2 separate regions of the Hermetia illucens genome follow, and region 1 is linked to region 2. Evidence: chromatin contacts called from public Hi-C data. All regions are on one chromosome and are shown on one strand. The core of a region is the stretch at or near the end of the contact, and the rest is flanking DNA. Distances in the headings are between cores, read along the strand shown.

Region 1 (4,533 bases), core at 1,092-3,591, 140 kb after region 2:
ATGGAAAGAAGCTGAGGAAGACTTACCCTATCATCTTCGTAGTTGGAAACCATAACAAACAGTTGACAACGTAGTCCTTCGGGTCGTCCCTTTGGAATAAGCATATGATTCGGCCAGCCACAACCGCAGAAGTTAAATTGTGCTTCTTCAGCAGTACCCGCAGCTGGGCGATTCTGATCCAAGTTACGGAAGGTTCGTTCGAATGGGATTGTTACTGTTGACTCTGTTGAACGACGGCGAACAGTATTTTGTCCTGGACGCACTGAAAATAATTCCACAATCAAAAAAGTTCTTGTGGTCAAACATCCAATAAAACTTACAGGACACAACGAACTTATCCAGTTCAATCATGAGTAGGCGTTGATCACGGAACAACATTTCCGTGCCACGTTCATCGAACTTCGGTCCCAGGAAAATACGTACGGTACCGAAACGTGCCGCTCCTCCTTCGTTATTGATGTTAATGGTGTAAGTGAACGGGCTGTGTTGGAGGTGGGTGAATCTAGCGAAGACGTTTCCACGTGGAACGAAGTCCATTCCACGAGACAAATCGATGTCAGACTGTTGCCAGAATGTTTGGAAGGTATCAGCACGACCAGTTTCAGGAGTGACGGTTATTCCGGATACAGTAACGCCACGGTAGTTTAACTGAAAAGATTTTAAAGAAAAGGTAACATCTTGCAATGGAAGAGCTAGGTGTACTTATGAGTCTTCCCTTATTTAGAGGAAGAGGTCATGCGAACTTAAACAAAGAAAATTGCTTACTTGAGGAAGCGTATATGGAGTCAAGCTTTCCTTATGTTCCTGGAATATATCATCGATATATGCATGCCACTTGTAGAAGACTGGATCCCTCATGGCTGTTGCGGAATCACCCATGACACCGAATGATTCCAAATGACGATGATCAGGATCGTGTGCATAAGAGATGAACACATGTCCCATGTTATGGAGATCTCCATAAAGCTGACGATTCGGACTAATGATTGAAGATTCCATCATATTTCCAAGGATATCAATGCCTCTAGTCTCGTCGAGGGCAATTCGATTTCCACTCTCCTGTAGTCAAAAAATCGTGAATATTCATCCCTTTGCAATATTTACCTAGTTTTCACTCACATCTACAACAAATCCTTGCTGCACAGCCTCATAAAAACGATCACGCCACCTTTCCAAATCAGCAACATCAAGTTTGATTTGATCCAGCTCTCGATCAAGATCCTTAATGGCAGTATTCGCGAAACGCGGCGGCCAAGCACGGCTTGCCACCAACGAATCCATTTTCGGGAAATATCCTTCCGGGATGGGTTCACGTAGATTATTGAAACGTTTGACACGTGCCAGATTATTGCTGAATCGTTCGAGGTTATACCGAGCGATGACCTGTTGATGCATGTAATAGAAAAGTTCGCCACGTCTGTCCTTATTGACAATTTCGCGACTGGCAGCTTCGAATGGATAGACTAAATGCCAATGCCAGTGATGAAGATTGATTCCCATATCTTCGCGGAAGTACCATAATCTGGGGAAGACAGATAAAGTTAGTATACCTTTTGAAGTACAACTCGAGGATTCTAACAAGATGTTTGATCTTAAAAAATATTGAAAAGGTCCTTACCTATGTTCTTCGTCCAAATCAGAGGCAGTATAATCCCTTGGAATCACAATTGGCATACGGGATTGTTCTTGTACAATAGAAGCTTCCTCTCGAATCTGAGAGAAAACCTTTGAATCCACATATTTGTCAGGGAAGGTCTCAACAAATGACGGAAGAGACAATCCCTTGGTGTCTGGACGATGCAACAGTGCAACAGAGAGTGCATAGTTGAAGAGATACGCATTGACACGATCACGAGCATAGAGCGCAACGCTTTGGAGATCATCAATGGAGCGAACACCTGAAATTTGTTATTTAAAACGAAGAGAGTTATCAGTAATCCCCAATAGGGATAAGTCCTCCCAAACTACTCACCCATGAAAATATCGATCAACCTTCCTGCAATTCTTCTGTGACGTGGGACAAACAGCGAAAACTGCTCATTCCTCCCCAACGACATGGGAATCCTCAGATCAGGAATTGAAATATTCTTCACTGGAATCCTCTTTTCAGCCTTGTCCCCAAAACGATTCTGGACGTCATTACCGATTGGCTTGTAACGATCGGTAAGGAAATTATCTGGAACATCGAAGACAACCTTCCCTTCCTTTTGCATAAAAATCGGCTCCTGGGGGCGATCGAAAAGCAACAAAAGATTTTTCTTATCAGCCATGGTTTGATCTGGATCTTCAAATGTTCCAAAGGGTCCCGAAATTCACGAATTCAAAGAAGTGACTGATGGCACCGCACTGACCCATTTGCTACCGAATTAGGTCTTTTATAGTAGATTAGTTGGCGATAGACACATTGTATTCGGACATGACGGAAATCTTTCACCGCAAAGTAATTATCTAATTCAAGTGCAGACAACTTGTTAGATAAACAAAATCAGGGTTTTATCAGTGGTAATTTGGTTAAATGTTTTTATTTCGAGCTCTTGCAATTGATATCAAGATGATTTTTTTCGTAAAGCCTAAAAGATACCTATCTTGTTTTTTGTATCTTGAGAATTTTTCCCACTATATTCATGTTATACGATCATTAGAAAATTTAATGTGGACTTGTATGGATAGGTCAGAACCTTATCAATTTCATGGTCTATTTTCCGGGCGCCTTCAACACCGCGTAGAATCACAAAAAATCTTAAAACTAAAACTGATTATTTTTCTTTAGTTTTTTTTCAGGATTAGATTGAGTTGTTCCTTCATAGTTGGATACTATCTGATGATAATGAAATATGGCGCTTGTTCATTCATTCAATCATGGGCTAACTTAAGCCCCCTTAGTTTGCATTGGTTTAAGTTTTAGGGGCTAAAAAAAGCCCAGCTAGTTAACAAAAAGCCTTTCGCGTATGCCATCCCCATGAAGCGCAAATATCACCTTTCTGAACCACTGTTTGCCAAATGCCAGTTCTTGACAGGACTTCGCTGGAAACCTAGGTATCCCCTCCACCGCCCTGCGGCTCGTAGCTTTCAGATGACACTTGTCGACATTATTGGAATATTGTGTCCCCTTGTCTGATGTAACCATCAAAAGGTTTCTTAATGAGTGATCTATGCACTGTCATTTCTGCTCGTCAACAGGTATACCGACATAGTCCTTCGTTTGAAATTCTATCAGGCCTAGGTTGTCTGAGCCCTAAGAACTGCTGACAATTCCCTAAATGTTTCCCAGTATTCAAACAGCAGCCTTTTTCGGAATTATCCCACCATTGCTGCCATCTCCTGTACAGCTCCTTCCTAGTGGATTTTGGGAAGCCCAGAGTCACTTCGGCCGGATTCACACTCCTCATCCGGTAGAGACAGTGTGCCTCATTCGCGAGAAGGTCCAAGGGAATTATCCCCGCGATGACACACACTGCCTCAAGTAATACCAACCTATATGCACTGCACAGCCTCAGCGCGATTGGCCGATATACCGAACTTACCCTTCCCTGGTTTACTGTGTTATCCAGTGCGCACGGCCAGGCAGATGCCGCGTAAGCAAGATGGATTTCACCACCCCTGCTATAAGCAGCCGGCGACTAGATTTTGGCCTTCTAATATTTGGCATCATCCTTACCAGAGATGAACTAACCTTTTCGTGAGCATAGTCCAGGTGCCCCTTGAAGCTCAACTTCGTGTCGATCATTACCCCCATTTTGAAACTACCTCGTGATTACCAACCCGGATTTTGACAGTGTTGTTTCTCCTGCGATTGGTAATAAAGGCCACCTCCGTGTTATCTTCCGCTAAGTCCAATTTCAGTCAAATGGCTTCTTGTAACCAACCGCCGCTACCGAATTTTCTCCTGAGCCTCCTTGCTTAGAAGCATGCCGCTCGCAAAGTTTTGCAAGAGCTCTTTTTCGAGCCGGAACCGCCCTTGATTTCCACACAGATTGCCTGACGGTCTCTATGAGCGTAGTCCCCCAGACTTGCTAAGCGACTCTACTGACTAAATCGGCGGTCACGTATATCAAGCTCCATATAGACTCCTCTCCCTGTCCCTGTCCTCCATGTCTAACTCCGCGAATGCTTCGAGCAGAACACGTCCTCTCACATTTTTTGTCCGGCTGCGCCCTTCAAAAGCCTATGCATTAAAATCACTAACTGTGCATCGAAAAATAGAACACTCAGCATTTACTAATGCTCGTCAAGTGAAGCGCTGGGTACGTAGCAGCTGTAAATGTGAACTTCCTTCACCTTCGCTCTGATGAACCCCCCTGCTCCATTATTTCCTAGAAGGCTTGTTTTCCACAGGTCCATAGCGCTGCTTGGTTCGTTTAGTCTTTAACCCAAATGCCACCAACGTCATTTCCATATAGCCACATGGAAGTTTTTCTCGCGGATGGTTTGGTATGCGAGAGTAGGTCGTGCGCCGCTTCTCAGCTGTTGAGATTGATATGTACCAACCTCCTTTGCGATTTATGTTGATAGCTCTCCTAAATTCCGGGCACT
Region 2 (4,212 bases), core at 586-3,085:
AATAAAACTAATGAGTATCTCGCTGACATACCTCGACTGTAAATCGAGCTGCTTGATGTCATCTTCAACCTTCACCTGCTTAAAAGGTTCTCAGAAAAATACTACTGGCATGCTCTCTGCCCCATTGCTTACAAATTAACGCCTAATTGGAGGCTTTCATTTTCCATTATGACACCGTTAAGGTTCCCATTAACAAGAGACATGAAAATGCTCTACTACATCTAAAAGAAACTTTAATGTATCCATTCTTGCGAATAAAAAACGGTAACCTATTTTCCATTTAATCTTCTCAGATCTCCCGGAGCTCGCTCGGGTGTGTAGGTGTTGACGATGGAGCTAAAATAGGAAGCAAGTGGATACTTCCTACGAATGCTATTTTTACACTTCATCTCTAGTTAAAAATCACAATTCATACAGATAACAATGGTGACTGAGGAGCTCAGTGATGAGCTTCCCTACCATCGCGGCTGAAAAGCGTAGAAATTACAATCTTTAGTTCTGTTCCATTAGTAGCAATCCCTCGCGGGAGGCGAGTACTTCGAGGGATGCTAGGATCCTGTCGATGTAAAATGGGAGACGATGGGAGGCGTAGCATTTACAGAGGATTTCATACTTTCTCATTTTGTGAAAATAATAAACGCAAAACGCCTGAGTGGATGAGTGATGAGAAACTTCCAAAACAATAACGGCAAGAAGTGGAGCGACGAAACGAACAAATAATAATTATATATGAAGCAGCGCGGGTTAGCGCAAGAGGGGGATGAACTCCGAGTACGTACGGACCTTATTGAACGTTGCAGTGCGACACACGCCACAATGCGTTGCCTGGGGCTTAGGCTCTTCGCCGAAACGTGTTCATCTGTTGAGAGAAGTCCCAAAGTGGAGTTTCTGCCATGCACACAATTATTCTGATATATTCTGGGCCGTAAGAAAGAATGAGCGGTTGGACTTCCACTTGCACACGCACACGCACTCAATTAGAATGTCTAGAATTGCTTAAGATACAATTACCGTTCGAATTTTCTGGGGTCGCGAGTGGTAAATATTATTGCTCACACACATATTGCTTTTTAACGGAAGGGTTGACACACTTTTATTTCCTTTCCCTTTTCGCGTTGCACGCACTGATCTTGGGCCGGATTTCAGTCACGCCACAGATTTTCTGGACACCCCGCACCGCATACTACTGCTCCTTGCCGCGAACGGGAGGGGGTCGTAGATGATCGCCACGAAATTTCACTAAACAGCAAATTACCCTGGGGCAGGCGGCACAGCAACAGAGAGAAAAAGCTCGCGAAAGCTCAGAATCGAGCACTACGGCTGTTGAAACTACACAAACTACACTTTAGACACTCACTACTCTCTAATTTGAGCCTGGCGCGGGCCCCGCAACCGCGCTCCGTGCCCGCCCCGCGGCTGGGCGAAACTGGGCCAACCGTTTTGTCACCCGTTTTTCAAAATAGCTCACGCTCAGAAACATTTTTCGACGCCTGAATGTATGGTGATTTCAACACTTCCAGAGCAATAACACACACACACTGAGACTATTAGGCCGATTCTGCAGAGGCTCCTCCTCCGCGGAAATCTGAATTCTTCGCCGTCGATCCGTTCGAGGTAAGAACACTAATCTCCTGAAGGGAATCCTCGAGGGAAAATCGCAACACGAGACACTGACTTGAACACCGACACTTTTCAACAACAGCCGTGAACGGAGCTAACCCTTTAAGAACGCAAAGGACCTTCCTAGAGATTCGTATAGGCCAAAAAGTGCAAGTATCCTGTGTAGGAGTTCACTTGACAAGGGTCGTGCACGCTACAGGGTTCCATCTCGGCGAGAAGTTGGTCGGCGACTAAACTCTTTGAACTTCTTAGACTCCTTCAAGGATTGACGTAAGCAAAAGGGGGTACTCAAGCGCTTGGAATCTCCACCAGGATATGGTACAACAGCGCTTTCCCACGGCAATTCCTGAAAAATACCTTCAGTACGAGAGGATACCTAAGCAAATCCTGAGCTTTTTATATGTTCTGGGGGAGGGAGGAAGGGGTGTGCTTTCGCGAGGCGGGGTTACCGCTAGGATGTTGTGTAGAGCAGTTCATCATAAGGATTACGGACTGTGAGTTGAATACATGCGTACAGAGTCCACTCAAAGGACATGGTATGTCGTTAGAATTCTAACGGTGGCGTGAAATGTGAATTGGTTTGCTTTTCTGACTGATTTTTCAATGAGAATGCAGGATTTTTTCGTAGGGATATATGGAAATGATGAAGTTTTGAGTTAGGGTTGTCGATTTTGTTGGGGGGAGACATTGTTGAAGATTTTTAGAGTAGAAATTGTTATAGTTAATAGCAAGTAACTACGTACTTAGGAGGTGGAGTTATTTCACTAAGATCCTTTATTATAAGTGAAACTTTCCTTTGACAGTAATACAAATTTTTTACTACGTTGATCTTGTGCTTCATTATTTTGCTGCTGCCCCTGCTATCCTCTTCCAATCTCAGACGTAACCTTCACAAATTTGAATCTACCAACGGATACCTTGACACTTTCTCCTTTGTTTTCTATGATGAACGTTGTCTTTTGCCGCCCAATTACCTTGTTCGGGGTCCTGTGCCACAGTTGCAATAGAGACCTTGGTCCATCCTATCCGACGAATACATGAATAGTTGTTGAGAAATTCTTTAATACGAAGCTTCGTCTTTATCTGTATCTGATATCTTCTACTATTCGTAGCTGCTGTATTTGCAAGCGGAGACTTTAGACGAAGTTAGATGCTGAATTCTATCCTTGAACTCGTGAATCATCTCCGAAATTGCTGTCTGAACGTCCTTTCTCGAAGTTAGTTTTCGGTTTATCGAATCTCTAGACGTTTATTGTCATAAAAGGCGTTTAGGGCTCATTTACTGGAAATCAGGTGGCCTTGATCCAGATTCTCAAAGTAGACGCCTGGGTGGTGATAATGTGGTCTCACCTTGATGAGTGTGGCGTGTCCAATTATCCAAACAATTGATGACTATTGCTGATCCGAGCGACGAATGCTTTAGTTTTTTTAGCAGAGCGTCTGCTTGCTTAGGGTCCGATGTGGCGGTCGATGAAGTTGATCGTTTACCAGCTTGTTGGTTATCGCCCTCAGTTGATTCCTCATTTAAGGGACGTGAAATTAGTTTGTGGATCGTTCTGCGGACCACTCTGTTAGCCCCGAGGACGTCCATAATCTTTACAAGATCATCGTCACCTCCATCGGAATGAGTGGACGTGAAGTCAGAATTGCCTCTACTTCTATGACCGCGGTGTCTAGCCCTTCATAGGTGAAGGAGGCTGAGGATAATGTATGACGGAGTCGACGCTTACCTGCCTTCACTGTCACCTCCCATAGGCCACCAATGTGTAATAAGCGAGGTGGAATAAAATGAATGAAATGAACCAAGCGAGCACTTTTCCTTTCACCGAGCAATAAGTTCGCCTCGTGGCGTAGAGAAGTACCAGCGTTGCTAGATGATGATGTTTCCTATGGATGTTATCCATTATTAGTTTGCTGAAAGGATGATTATATGGAAGATGATAGGATGTTTTGTCGCCTCTGATAACTCTGGCTTCTGTTGTCGTCCTCTTACCCTGACGATGTTTTCTTCGTCAAGAAAAGAACTAATGAGTGGGCTGTCTTTGTTCACTTCTCTGAATAGTCTTAAGTCCTTAAATTCTACACCAAACTTCTCGTCCTGCATCAACTTCACAATAGTTGCGTAGTCTTCAGCGAGCTAACGAGTATTGGAAGATTTGGAGTGAGTGTCACTTAGTCCAGTATTTCGGCACTTGTTGATGATGATAATATATAGGCGAAAATGCGTTGCTGCTTTAGGAGTGAATTCGAATGATTAATTTGATGGATGAAATGGGCTTCAGTAGCAGAGACGTTCTTAGATGGGTTTATCTCCTTTTCTCTATATAGTCCGTTTGGGGGTTCAAATATGGGGCAGGCCAGACCTTTTCTGATCGATATAGAAATAGCGGGCCATAGAAAAACAGATTACAGGAGGCTAGTTTGTCTGGGGCTACCCTTCTCGGTTGTCAGTGTTTCGAAAGTGCCTCCATTCGTTGACTATGGTTAACTCTTGGATGCGAGCTATTCTGCTCGCCACGTGTGGAAAGACAACGTATAAGAATTTATCCAGACCAATACGATTGTGAAATATGTCCATAAAAAATGGGGTGG

Evidence for each region. Hi-C and Micro-C count contacts between places; a contact is called where the count stands out from the background.
Region 1: a contact with region 2 is called in a Hi-C map of an unstated tissue, with 2.5 times the contacts expected there. The contact joins the promoter of LOC119658962 here to the promoter of LOC119659681 in region 2. A contact is called at or near these places in 2 of 2 Hi-C or Micro-C datasets (an unstated tissue and whole body).

What each region holds. Positions count from the first base shown.
Region 1 is chr6:3,606,162-3,610,694 of iHerIll2.2.curated.20191125, forward strand. LOC119658962 reads right to left here and starts at 2,342. Exons shown (of 14, transcript XM_038066836.1): 1 at 1,973-2,342; 2 at 1,619-1,898; 3 at 1,120-1,522; 4 at 766-1,059; 5 at 321-648; 6 at 27-262. The coding sequence starts at 2,270.
Region 2 is chr6:3,468,019-3,472,230 of iHerIll2.2.curated.20191125, forward strand. It overlaps LOC119659681 (sodium channel protein 60E), which reads right to left and starts at 1,836. Exons shown (of 34, transcript XM_038067909.1): 1 at 784-1,836.